Regions from separate parts of the Triticum aestivum genome. Here region 2 is linked to region 1. A link is a contact called in public Hi-C data. All regions are on one chromosome and are shown on one strand. Each heading gives the region's core, a stretch centred on a gene start, on an enhancer-like site or on the middle of the called end of the contact. The rest is flanking DNA. Distances are from core to core; before and after follow the strand shown.

Region 1 (7,444 bases), core at 2,204-4,703:
GAAAGTATTGACCCGGTTAAAATCGGTTGAGTCAATTCTAAATTGAATATCTCAATTAATTGTGAGACCTTAAAATTTAGAAAATATAGTGTATAGTGTAAATTTTTTTGAATGAGATAGCTTTGAGAAATTTGTTGACGTGATCAAAATCGGATGACCATATTTTAATTGAAGATTTCAATTAAATGTGAACTTTTTAAAATTAGAAAGCTTAGTGTTATAGAGGATATTATCCGTTTGCGCTGTCCCTGCCACTGCTCCCTACGCCTGCCACTCCCAAACGACGACGACGGCGGCCTACCCGCGCATCGATCCATCCGTCGTCGTCGCTCGCTCATGCGTCTTCCGTATAAAGTTTCAAAACTGCAGGCGCGGCGGGCCCCGGCGCGTGCAGATCCAAAACCTCCCGCCAGGCCGGGCGGGCAGGGCCCCGACGCGTCGCCCTCGGTGTCGCGGCGCGGGCCCATGGACGTCGCCCTCACCCGTTCGCCACCTCCTCCTGCCGAGTTGTCGCGGCCTACCTCGTGCCTCTGCGTTTGTCTCTGCGTGTGTTCAAGCTGTCAACAGCGTAATTGGACTATTTGCATTGCGTGCAGGGTGAGCTTTGTCATTTGCGGCGGCGCTTGCGGCCTCGATCGGTTGCTGCATGCGAGCTGCCATGCGATTGAGCAATGCAACGCAGCGTGCGCAGTACTACAGCGACGCGTGACATAGCGTCGGGGTGTGGTGGCTAGCTATGCGCAGGCTGGCACGACGCGTAGCGACGGTACTCCATCCATTTCAAAATATAATGCATCCGCGCTTCCTGAGGCCTAATTTTAACCATATATTTAACCAACGACACCGATTACGACGGAAAAAAAATATATAATTGAAAACTTCTATTGAATATGAATGCATTGATATAACTTTTGCTCTCATCGTAGTCGGTCTCGTTGGTTAACTTATGGTCAAATTTGAAACACGAAAATAGAGAAAACACTATATTTTAAAGAGAAAAGTATACTTCTCATCCCTTAACTCTTGTTCGAGTCTAGATTTGGTCCCTCAACTTTGAAACCGGACAACTTGCACCTCGAACTACTAAAACTGGACAAGGTTCGTCCCTGAACACGGTTTTGACCGGTTTTGGTGCTGACTTTTGCCAGTTTTGACCGTGTTTTGACTCAAATTCACGTACTTTCTTTAAATCTGTTTATTTTATTCAGGTATGCATACCATTTTCAAGTTCAAGTGTTTTTTTTAAATCCGCGTACTTTCTATAGAAGTTCATGAATTTGAAAAAGTACACGGATTTGAAAGCAGTACACGAACATGAAAAAATTACGCGGATTTGAGAAAAATACGCGAACTATAAAAAAGTCTGGGAATTTGGAAAATTATGTGAACTTGAAAAAGTACATGGATTTGAAAATAGTGTGGATTTCAAAAAGGTCTGTGAACTTGAATTTTTTACGTGAACATGAAAAGTACAGATATTTGGAAAAAGTGCATGAATTTCAAACGATTCAAATATTTGAAAGGTATACACGTATTTAAGTAGCATCGTTCAAAACCGGGGTGAGCCAGCACCAAAACCGCTCAAAACCGAGACCTGGGATGATCTTGTCCGGTTTCAGCAGTTGGGGGTGCAAGTTGTTCGGTTTCAAAGATAAGGGACCAAATCTAGACTCCTTCAAAAATTAAGAAATGAAAAATATACTTTTCGCTATTTTAAAACGGAGGGAGTTACTAAAATGTACTACTCCATTCGGGGCAAGATCACTGTCAGACAACTTGATCCAATGAACAAGCTGCATTGCGTCGGTTTGTACCAGTCTCACCTCGGTGTGGATTTCAAAAAGGTGTGTGAACTTGAAATTTTTACGTGAATGTGAAAAGTACAGATATTTGGAAAAAGTATAAGAATTTCAAAAGATTCAAATATTTCAAAGATATACACGTATTTAAGTAGCACCGTTCAAAACCGGGGTGAGCCAGCACCAAAACCGCTCAAAACCGAGACCTGGGATGAATCTTGTCCGGTTTCAACAGTTAGGGGTGCAAGTTGTCCGGTTTCAAAGATAAGAAACCAAATCTAGACTCCGTTAAAAATTAAAAAATGAAAAATATACTTTTCGCTATTTTAAAACGGAGGGAGTAGCTAAAATGTGCTACTCCATTCGGGGCAAGATCGCTGTCAGACGACTTGATCCAATGAACAAGCTGCATTGCGTCGGTTTGTACCAGTCTCACCTCGGTACAGCCCCTTCCTATGGTAAGTGTAATAATGTTTTTTTTGCATGGTAATACATGTCTCATTATATCTTAAGGATCATAGTACAAGCCACGTATATACCGACCTGACAATACTGAAAAGACAGCAGAACACTAGCCTTTGCACATAGGAGCACCAGCCAAGAAGTAAAATTACAAACAAGACTGAAGAATTCTCTGAGCTTGACACCAACGTCCGTCACCTGCCTCTGGCACCACCATAACAGCCACCAAAGGAGAAAATGACGGATCACCTTCACACCCGAGCTCGACGCGGCTCCATCGCTGATATGCAGCTTTGCGGACCTCCAAGGTGGCTCGCCAATAAAGGCGAAACCATTGCCGTTGAACGAATCAGACCGGGGCAACACCCCGGACACGCCATCAAACTCCAGATCTGGCACCCCTGCCCAACTAAGACGTTGGAGGAGAAAACCATACCTGCCTACCACAAACCACGAACCCAGATCCACCATCTTCCAGATGCCGTCGATGCAGACCACAATCTGCATCCGCTCCTGGACTACCTCCCAAACTCCGCGTCGGCGCTGGAGCAAACGCCGTCGCAGCGGCGAAGCCCGAGGACATAGGTCCACCACAAAGATGCCGCCGCCGCCGCGCCATCCTTGCTTGAACAGTCTGGTTTCCAAATCCACCCCAAAAATGGATCGCCCCATTGAGAAAGGATCTGAGAATTTATTAGTCGGCGCCGTCATCACCATCGCCGAAGCCATAACGATGAACAACCAAAAACCCTAAAAAACTAATGCCTAAAACAAACCACACGCGTGGATCCGGCGACTCCCCTCACCACCGACGACCGAGGTCGTCGGCGAAGGGGAGCCGCCGGAGGACGGCGGCGGAGTAAGGCGCCCTGGCGGCAGAGGCGAGATCGCCTTTCTTTCTTCTCCTGGAAGAAAGGAAGCGAACGACTAGTTTAGAGAGAGAGAGAGAGTATGAATCCAGCGTAGCGGTAAGTGTAATAATGTAATATGGACCTTTGACATGTATGTACAGTGGGTCGCCAACCGAAATGTATACATCCTACGTTTGAGGAGTAGGGTGCAATAAACGCCAGCACGCACAGGCCACTCGACTTGGCCGGCCCATTTCCGCCAGGTGCACACTCCTCTCCTTCATGGGCTCGGTTCACTTACTTTTTTTCGCTCTTTTAAATTTTAGAAAACTCATAGTACAATTTGTAGGACTCGAACTCCGAGACCTCCTATGTGACGCATTTTGCGTCAAACAGCAGCTCGACGCACAGTGTTGACACTTGACTGGGCCGGCCCACCAACCCGATCTTTTGTTTCCTTTCGCGCGCGACAAAAAGAGCTGAAAACCAGGTAGCGAGTACCAGGAACCGATCCCACAACCTCCGATTTCAACAACAAGCCATTAGCCACTACACTATACGCCACCATCTGAAGATAAAAAGTGCAGAAATATATAAGAACAGACACTAGCGCTGAGATTTGGAAAACATTTTGAAAATATTTCTTGAAAATTACGAGCAGTTTCCAAATGCCGCTTTTTCTCGTATTCCATCTTTTTGGAAAAGTGAAGATGTTTTTTAAATCTGATTCAATAATGAAATACAAACAAAATTTGCGAACCCCAAACAGATTCCAAAACCCAAACAATTTCCAAAAATGTTTCTGAAAAAAACAAATTGCGAAAAACACGAACATTTTTTGGTATCACGATCATTTTTTAGTATTTTTAAAAATGGAAAACAGGAACATTTTTTTAATTCAGCACCAAAAAAATAAAGCAGGAACTTTTTTCAAAATGCAAACAAAATTTGTATTGTACGCTTTTTTGGAAATGTGAACAAAATTTTAAACACGGCAACTTTTTTTGAATTTGCAAGTATTTATTACAAAAGAATATTTTATTGAAATTGTGTACAAAATCTGAAAACCGGAACATTTCTGAAAACACGAACATTTTTTGGGAACCTGAAACAGTGGTGAAAAAAGGAACAGAATTAAAACAAGAACATTTTTCGAAATTGTGATTTAAAATCCCGTATATTATTTTGAATTTAGAGAACAAAATTTTGAAAATGAGAACAAAATTTAGAAGAGCAGACAATTTTTGATTGCATGAACATTTTTTTCGAACCTTGGGAACAAATTTTGAAACGGAGAACAAATTTGGAAGCGCGAACAATTTCTTAAAGCACGAATATTTTTTGAATATTGAGCACAAATTTTGAGACGGAGAACAAATTTGAAATATCCTGAACAAATTTGGAAGTGCGAACATTTTCTGAAAACATGAACAAAACAATTTAAATCTGGTACATTATATGAATTTCGAAAGTTTTGAACTTTTTTGGGTAACGAGAACAAATTTTGAATTTTGAGAACATTTTTTTTGAAAACTGAACATATTATGGAAACACAAACAAAATTTGAATATTTTTATAAAAAAGAGGAGAAAAGAAAATAAGGTAACAAACCAAAGAAAGAAAACAAATAGAAAAAACAAAAAGAATAAAATAAAAAAGAAACAGAAATAACTAAAAACGAAAAGAAGAAGAAATATTCGAAAATTTGAAAGAGTTTTTTTTAAAAGCAAGAACATTTTTCGAAAATTATGAACAAATCTGAATATGTACTTAGTTTAAAAGATAAAATAACACTGAAAAAAAACAAGAAAACAATAACGAGAAAAAAGAAACGAAAGAAGAAATTAGGAAAAGAAACAGAAAAGAAAAAACGAAATAAAGATAAACCGGTTGAGGGAACCTTCTAGAGTTTCCCAGCCGGTTTTTCTGGTTTTGGGAACCTTCTAGAAGGTTCCCAAAACAAGAAACACTGGAACACATTAAATGGGCCGGCCCAAGGGTAGCGCTGGATCGCTGGCTCTATGCGATGCGTCGACTGTTGACGCAACGAGCGTCCAATAGGAAATTCCTCGAACTCCGTCAATGTAGTTTCCTTCGAGCGGATAACTAACTAGTCCAATTTACTCGCGATGCCCACTTCCCTCCTTTTTCGCTTTTTGTATAGTAAATATAACGATAAAAAAAGTAGCGCAACATCAGTCTGGTTTTTCTTTTTTTTGTTTGGCGGTTTTCCTTCAGATTTTTTTCTCTTTCTTTGTTTTTTCTTTTACTATTTCACAATTTTTTTGTCATTTTCTCTTTCTTTCTTTCTTTTGTACCTTTTATTTTATTTTCATAATTTGCAAACTTCTTTGTGAACTTTTTTAAATTTTCATGAATTTTTCCAAATTCATGATTTTTCTTCAATTCCACGAATTTTTTAGCCATGACCTCCTTTTGAATGCATGAACTTTTAGCTTGTGAACTTTTCTTCCAAATTCATGAACTTTTTTCAAATTTCCTAAATGTTTTTCACTCTATTTTTTTCCAAATTTGTGAATTTATTAGCGATGAACTTTTTTTCAAATGCATGAACTCTTAGCTTGTGAGTTTTTTTTCAAATTAGTGATTAAAAAAATTGTGAACTTTTTCTCCAATTTCCTAAACTTTTTTGATATTGCTGATTTAAAAAAAAATCATGAAATCTTTAAATTTTCATGATTTTTCCCAAATTCGTGAACCTTTTTCAAATCTATGAACTTTTTCCCAAATTCATGAATTTTGCCATGAGCTTTTTCCAAATGCACGTACTTTTAGCTCATGATTTTTTTTCCATTTTTGAACTTTTTTCAAGTTTCACGAACCTTTTCCAATTTTTGTGAACTTTTATTAAACCCACAATCTTTTTTCAAACATGTGATTGTTTTTAGCCGTGACCTTTCTTTTCGAGATCATTGAAATGTCCCTAGTTTTTTTTTGACATTTCTCAAATGATCCCCAATTTATTTCATGGTGTTGTATGATCAATTCAAGGCACCACGCCCACTTGTTTGGGGTTTTGACAAGTTTACATTTTTCTAGAGTTTTCTTGATGAAAAAGGCCAATAAATGGTCGGGCATGACGCGACGTGCATAAAAAACCTTAATTTTTGGAAAAAAAATCAAAAGCAAAAACATTTTTTGAAGTTCCACAACATTTTTTAAAATTGTACATAGTATTTGAAAACAAGAACATTTTTGGTATTCCAAACAATATTTAGAATTTTTGAACAGATTTTCAAGGAATAATAAAGTTAATAAGGAGAAAAGTAAATTGTTGTTAAAAATAATGAGAAGAAGAGCGAGAGAAAACACTTAGGCGTTGGCCCAACTAGGCAACAGTATCAATCCGGTCGGGCTCCTGTTGGGCCGCCTTTAGCGTTCCATTTTTGGTTTCTTTTTCATTTCTCTTTTATTTTTCTTTCTCGCCTTCTTTCTTTTTTCTTTTCGTGTCCTTTTTTCAGTTTCTTGCTTTATATTCTTTCATTTCCTTTTTTCCTGTTTCAAGTTTATTGTTTTTACAAAAATTGTTTAGAAATTTTTAAAAATGTTTGCGCCTTTTCAAATAACGTCAATATTTTTTTAAAAGATGTTGTTTAAATTTGCTTAGAAATTCCTAAAAGGTTAAAATCTAAAGTATATTAGTTTCTTTTTTAAAACTTCTTGAAATTTCAAAAAATAGACTTTTATAAATTATTGGCTTCTTTTCAAAAAATATTCAAAACTTAGAAAAGTTCAGAATTCCAAATTTCAAAATATGTTCGCACTTTGAAAGTGTTATTCACAAATCCAAAAAATATCCAGGAATTTCATAAAATGTTACTGTTTTCAAATATTTTTTGGCAAATTCAGAAAATGTTAAGATAATTTCATAAAACATTTGTGGTTTTTTTAATGTTCATATTTAAAAAATGTTTGCATTTTCAATTTTTTTCCTGCTTTTTAGAAAAAAAAGTATTTTCAATTTTGTTCGTGTTTTTCGAAAAATGTTTTGTGATTGCCAAAAAATGTTCGCTTTCACAGAATTTAAAATGTCATCGTAATTTTGGAAGCAATTCATAAATTATTTTTACAAATCAGATCTGCCACTAGTTCTTATAAAGTCGCAGAGCTCATTAGTCACTTGGACACTTCGGCTCAACTGGGTTTGAGCTCCCTTTAACAAGCATGAGGCTTGTGGTTCGATTCCCACACACATCTATTTTTTATATTTTATTTCGCTCCAACGAGGCTTGTTTACGCAGTGCACCTAATGGGCCAGCTTGGGCGATATGTACATGCCACACCCGACGTGGACTACTTTAAAAATGACCA
Region 2 (6,923 bases), core at 3,770-6,269, 970 kb after region 1:
ACTAGCAGCTCGCATGGGCCTGCTCGAGCCCCTCTCCTATCCGACGGCGCTGCCGGCCGGGGATGTAAAGGGAGAAGAGCTCGGGTTACTCCTGATAGAACAGATGTATGATTGTCTTTAGGACGGGCGTTATGCCGATGGGAGTCAAGCGGCTGGTGCAGGCGAGCTGTGTCCAGTGGCCTGCGACGGTGATGCTCCTGTTTGCGGTGCTTCAGTGGCCGGAGCCAGAAGCGAAAGGAGTTCTTGCCGGCATTCCACCCCTAAATAAGCTCGCAGGAGTCTCAGATCTGGTGCTTGATTTCATTCTTTCCTACTTCTCTTTGAGCTACCATGGAGGTGGACAGAAAAACACAGGGATGGAGGGGATCAAGCTACCGAACTATCCATGTTTGTGCTTGGAGCCTAATTTCTGCAGCAACTCGAAGAGGGTTTCAGTGCAGATGTGAGCCCTTTACGGTTCTCATCATTGTGCTGCTGAATCTCATGGTCGAAGGGCGACCTCTTAGAGTTTCGGCGATGGAGACCGGCTCCTTTATTTCTTCCCGCCCGTCGAGCCTAAAGGGAGGCAGCTTAATTGGTGCTTCGACCTAGTATTTCCATTTTCTGCCTCCGGTCCTTCACGTGTGGTGTTGTAGCCCTTCCTCCGCCCCAAGTGGTCTCGTCCCCGGTGGCGGTGGGATCTGGCCAAGAATGAAGCCGGTGACAATGAATCGATTGCGTTTCAGTTTTGTCTTCTGGGGTCCTCCTATCTGGAAAGTGTTTGGACCGGGTTGTAATTTTCTCTTTGTTGCATCCTTATGTAAAACGTTGCATGGTTATCTAATATAAGTCCGTGCCCTTTGGGACTCTTTCTCCGTTCAAAAAAAAGTTCTCATCTCTACTGGGCCGGCCTAGCCAGACCCCATGTGTGTTTACTTGGCAGTTCCCTGCAGCGAGCGGCATATAGGAAGTCCCACTTATTTGGAGCCCAGCAAGGGTCATTTTGGGGGGCTGAAAGCGGGTCAAGCGGGTCGTCCAGCTGCCGCCATGTGTGATATGTCACACATTGGGCGCTTCCTCGGGTTTTTGTGTTTTTTCTGTATGCGTTATCAGGTTTTAGATTATTATTTTTCAAGTTTTTTGCCTTCTCGGTTTTTCCTATGTTTTAGAGAAAATAATAATCAATAAGAAAGAAATCATGAATCTTTTTGCTTCCGCGAGAAGCACAACTATGCCTCTCAGAAAGGAAAAAAGCGTGTTTTTTATTCCACGGGAAGCCAAATTTATTTCTCACGGAAGCAAAGATTTTGCTTCCGCGAGAAGCATATCGGTGCCTATCGAAAAGGGGGGAAATGCATTACTTTTTCGCGTGGAGGCACAAATTTGCTTCCGTAAGAAGCATAGCAGTGCTTCTCGAAAAAGGAATAAAACACTTTTTTTTATTGCCATGAGAATCACAAATTTGCTTATCGTGTAGGCACAAATTTGCTTCCGCGAGAAGCATAGTTGTGCCTCTCGAAAAGGAAAATCAGTGTTTTTTTGTTCCACAAAAAGAACAAATTTGCTTCTCTTGGAGGCATAGATTTGCTTACTTGTGAAGGACAGTTGTGCATCTCAAAAAGGGAAAAATGTATTTTTTTTTTATTCCATGAGAGGAACAGATTTGCTTCTCGTGGAGGCACAAATTTGCTTCCATGAGAATAACAGTTATAACTCCCAGAAAGGGGAAATAGTAAAGAAAAAACCATGTCTCCAGCTCTGATTTTTTTACTTCCGAGTTTTTTGAGAAAAATATATTTAAAACTTATTATTTATTGAATCTAATTCAAAGATATCGACGAAAGAAATCCAACCATGAGAACGGTTGGATGCATCGTTCAAGAAATAAAACGCTTTGAATAAATAAATTTATGAAAAAGAGAAAACTATCAGGTTGCCTCAAATGGGGCACATGCAGTGCCCCACTTGTTCGCGCTTTAGAAGGTGCGAGTGAACTTTGCAAATGATGCCGCTTGTGGTTTCATTTTTTTAGCACAAAACAAGAAGTAGCACTGGCCTACCTGCCGCGGGTGGAGTCAGTCAGCCCATTTACGTCTAGTGTTTCATTTTGTTTTTGCTTGGGTTCCCTGTTCGGGTTCAGTATGGTTTCTTGGGATGTGTGTAGCATGTTTCTGTTTTTCCTTTTCTTTTTTCCCGTTTCTATTCTATTTTATCCTTATGTTGTTCTTTCCTCTTTTTTCATCTTCATTTTTCTGTTTTTAAATCGTAATATTTTTATTATATACTTTAAAAAGGCTATTGTTTCCTAAAAACATTCATCATGGAATTTGAAAAAATTCACCATTTAATCGTTGTTTTTTTAATGTTCTCATGTAATTTAAATGTGCTCGTCTGGTATTTTAAAAATGTTTAGTGTGTGTTTTCAAAATGTTCATCATGTATAAAAAATGTACATTGTTTATTTGAATAAAATTCAGCATATTTGTAAAAACATTGTTCATAGTATGTTTTAAAAACCTCCATTGTTTTTTTTGTAAAAGAACGTGTAGAAAAAATGTACACTATATTTTACAAATTTTGATTGTGTTTTATAAAAATGTTCATGTATACAAAAATGTACATTCCGCATTTTTTTCCATTGTGTTTTCAAAGTTAGTGTTAGCTAATATCGTGCGCGCAAAGAAATCAGATAGCATATGATTGGCGTCAACTAATACTGCAACTGCAACCCGAGCGTGTACATGGAAATCAAAAAATATATGTATTGGTGGCTGTGTCCCGGCTAAGGGCCTCTCATCATGACGGTTCCTGTCCTGGTAAATGTCGAGGACCCCTTGTCGGTTCCATGTGGGCCCATGACGTATAACATGAAGGTTTCAAAAGACTTGACGTGCATAATAAGAGTTGGGATCGTAGAGGACTCTACCTCTTTGTACGTAGTCCACTAGGATCCATGTACCATGGGACCCTTCACTATGTTATATAAACGGAGGGGCATGAATTGTAGATGGAAAACTTACTATCTCAGTAGTTTGTACTCTCGATACACTCCAACATAATAAAACATGAGCACGACATAGAGTATTATCTTCCCTGTAGAGCCCGAACCTGGGTAAAAACTCTTGTCTCTGTTACCATCTCATCAAGTAGCTTAGACACCAATTCATAAAAAGTCTAAAAAAGTTAAAGTGCATGAGTGGGATCGAACAGAAGACCTCGCGGGACTGAACAACTTCGCTAGCCACTGTATTACGTAAGATTATTTGCCTATGATGGCAGCGCAGTTTATATGATCTTTTTTGGAAAGTTGAATGAAATTTTCTTTTTGATTGACACGCGATTTTTGAAAAAAAAAATCAAACAAATTTGTAAAAACTCAGAAATTTTGTTAAACCACAAACAAATTTGGAAACTCAAACATTTTGTGAAAAAATGGGATCAAAATAGAAAAGTATAATAATTTTTGAAACTACGAACAGTTTTTCAAAACAGAAACAGTTTCTAGAAAACAGGAATTTTTTTGAAAACTCGGACAATTTTGAAATTATGAACAATTTCTTCAAAGCACCAACATTTTATGAAATTCCAAGAATTTTTTTTGAATTTGTGAACAAATTTCAAACATAAATAATTTTCATGCACAAATTTTTTAAACAGGATTTAAAAAAACACATTTTCGAAATTATGGACAATTTTTAAGAACATAAACATTTTATGAAATTCCCTGAACATTTTCTGAATTTGCGAACAAATATTGAAAACACGAGGATTTCACGAATCTCTATACAAATTTTTAAAACACAAATAATTTTGGAAATTCAAGATGTTTTATTTGAATTTGCAAACATAATTAATTTACTTTTACTTTTAGTTTTATTTTTGAAATTTATAATTTTAGATTTCTTAATATGAAATTCTGATATAAATTTGTGCTTTTAAAATAAATGAATATTTTAAAATTCTAATTTTTTTTTGTATTTTTGAACATTTTGTGAAACATTTGGGAATCTCAAACATTTTGTGAAAAAATGGGATCAAAATAGAAAACTGTAATAATTTTTGAAACTACGAACAGTTTTTCAAAACAAGAACAGTTTCTGGAAAACAGGATTTTTTCTGAAAACTCGGACAATTTTGAAATTATGAACAATTTCTTCAAAGTACCAACATTTTATGAATTTCCTAGAACATTTTTTGAATTTGCGAACAAATTTCAAACATTAATAGTTTTCCATTCATGCACAAATTTTGTAAACAGGATTTTATTTTAAAAAACACACTCACATTTTCGAAATTATGGACAATTTGCGAACAAATATTGAAAACACGAGGATTTTGTGAATCTGTATACAAATTTTGAAAACACAAATAATTTTGGAAATTCAAGATGTATTTTTTTGAATTTGCAAACATAATTAATTTACTTTTACTTTTACTTTTATTTTTGAAATTTATAATTTTGGATTTCTTAATATGAAATTCCGATAGAAATTTGTGTTTTTAAAATAAATGAATATTTTAAAATTATATTTTTTTGTATTTTTGAACATTTTGTGAAACATTTGGGATTTTTTTTTCACCTTTAATAAAGGGGCAAACAAAACTTGAAATTCTATTCTTTTTTGGAAGTTCGGAGCAAAATTTGTAAAAGGAACATTTTCTGAAATTATGAATCAATTTCAAAAAATGGGAACGTTTTTTATTTTTTGAATATGGACTAGCAAAAGATAAATAAACTTGAAAATTGAAAATGTAAATTAAAGAAATAAGAATGGAAAGAAAAGAAAAAGGCAACAAAAAAAGAACGAAGTAGTAACAGAAAAAGAGAAAAGTTAAAAATGGTTCAGGAATCTTCTAGAAAAACTGGTTGGACAGCTCTAGAAGGTTCCCAAAAGGGGGAAACTGGAACACCTTAGAGGGCCGGCCCAGCTCACAGCTCGATCGCTAGCTCCTGTGCGAAAGTTCGACAGTTTCATGCAGAATGCGTCATTTGTCTCAAAAAAAATGCAGAATGCGTCATGGGAGCTCCTATTTGGCGCGTTCGGCGCCGTGGAACCGAACAGGCGCCTACAGGCAACACTAGTGGGCCGGCCCAGCTAACCACTCGACCACGGGAAGACTACTGATTTATTGCAAACGCGAATGCTTTAAGTACCATAATAGTCGCGCTAGTTATTACGCATTTTTAAAAAATTTGTTTTTTAAGTCGATTTAATGAAAATAAGTTTATATATTTTGAAAAAAGTTCATCAAATTTGAAATAAAAGTTTATCGATTAGAAGAAAAAGTTCATCAAATTTGAAAGTAGTTCATTGTTTTCGAAAAAGTTCATTGATTTCGAAAGAAGTTTATAGATTTTAGAAAAAGTTTATCAATTTTCCGAAATAGTTCATAAAATTTGGAAAAAGAGTTCATCGAAACTGAAAAAAAGTTCATCGATTTTTTTTCTTCTATGAGAGGCACAGGTTTGCTTCCACGAGAGAAACAGTTGTGCCTCTCGGAAAGAAAAAAGCATGTGTTTTTTTCTTTCCTGGAAGGAACAGATTTACTTCTGTGGAGGCAAAAGTTTGCTTCTATGAGAGGTTTGCCTCTCCGAACGAAAAAAAGAGTTTTTTCTTCCACGGGAGGCACAACGTCGCCACTTGGAAAGGGAAAAACTGGTGGAATACTGTGCTTCCAGCTCGTATTTTTTTCTTCCAGTTTTTTTCGGCTTTTTTCATGAAAAAAAGTTCTCAAAACCTATTAACATGGGATCTAGTTTTAAAAATCTCAACATGAGAAATCCAACGGTGAACATGGTTCGGGATTTGAACACATGATTTAAGAGATAAAACATTTTGAATAAACGAATCTACGAAAAAAAGGAGAAACTCACAGACTGCGAAAGTGAAGCACATAAAGTGCATCAGTTGGCGCAACTTGAGAAGGTGGAAGTGACTTTTGCAAAAGACACCCTTAATTAGTGATTTTGGGTTCTCCCTTCTCCCGGGTGCTTGAGGCGTCAGGTCGTCCGCCAGTAAGGAGGGTTATATGGCCAGCCCAATTGGGAAAGCACGTGAGCATATGAAAGAACGAACTAATGAGTGTGTAAGCACCGAATAAAAAATGCAGATAGCATCACCCAATAAGTTTTTCTTTGATCTCACAATTTTGGAACGGGCCGAATCTTTTTCAAATAAGTAGCGCTGGCAGGCCTGACCTATGAAAGTCCCCATGTTCGAAGACAACTCAAAGTAAGGCTTCATTTTCATACCGCTCTATAGTGCACGAATTTTTTAACTTGCATTCATTACTTTAAAGTGATCCAAGCCATTGATCTGGAAGCTGGGATGCCATGAACCACTCATCACACTAAGGCCTTGTTTGGTTCATAAGTCCTAGGAGTCTCAAAAAGTCTCAAAAAAGATTCTCCTTGAGAGTCTTCTTCATTTAGTCCCAAAAAGCAACTTTTAGTCCATAGTTGTTCCTCCTATTTTGTTAAAAAGTCTGTAAGAGGAATTTTTTCTAGTCCCTACACTAAAAAGTCCCTGGAAACAAACACCCTCTAAGACTCACTGGATCGAACAACTAAAGTTGCCCAGATTCGCCACCTGCCTTCCTCTGCATGCAGTCACTATTGATAGAAGCCACTAGACACTTTGCGGTGGGTTTCCAGGTTTTGGTATTAGGCAGCGTGAGCATGCAGGGACAATGTAGTACAGTCCCATCAAAGATTTTATGCATTTTCTCCATTCGGCACCCTGATTCAAAAATGTACTGTGTGTTTGGAATGTGGACTAGAGGGGACATGCTCTGCATGTACCAACGTACTAATGGTTCATAGGATTTTTTTTCGAAATGGTTCATAGGATTAAGAATGTCATAAGAATAGAAAACTATAAAAACAGAAAGCAAAGCAATCAAAATGTGTGGTTTACTACATCACAAAGATGACATCCAGGACT

What was found. Hi-C and Micro-C count contacts between places; a contact is called where the count stands out from the background.
Region 2: a contact with region 1 is called in a Hi-C map of leaf, with 8 times the contacts expected there. The contact joins two enhancer-like sites. A contact is called at or near these places in 3 of 5 Hi-C or Micro-C datasets (leaf and an unstated tissue).

Annotation. Positions count from the first base shown.
Region 1 is chr3B:543,953,973-543,961,416 of IWGSC CS RefSeq v2.1, forward strand. No RefSeq gene overlaps it. Among protein-coding and RNA genes, the nearest start is that of LOC123070815, 14 kb to the left of the region's middle. Within about 2 kb of position 3,454, at least 1 of the 8 cell types and tissues checked has an H3K27ac peak or open chromatin away from gene starts, as enhancers often do.
Region 2 is chr3B:544,923,407-544,930,329 of IWGSC CS RefSeq v2.1, forward strand. No RefSeq gene overlaps it. Among protein-coding and RNA genes, the nearest start is that of LOC123065679, 110 kb to the right of the region's middle. Within about 2 kb of position 5,020, at least 1 of the 8 cell types and tissues checked has an H3K27ac peak or open chromatin away from gene starts, as enhancers often do.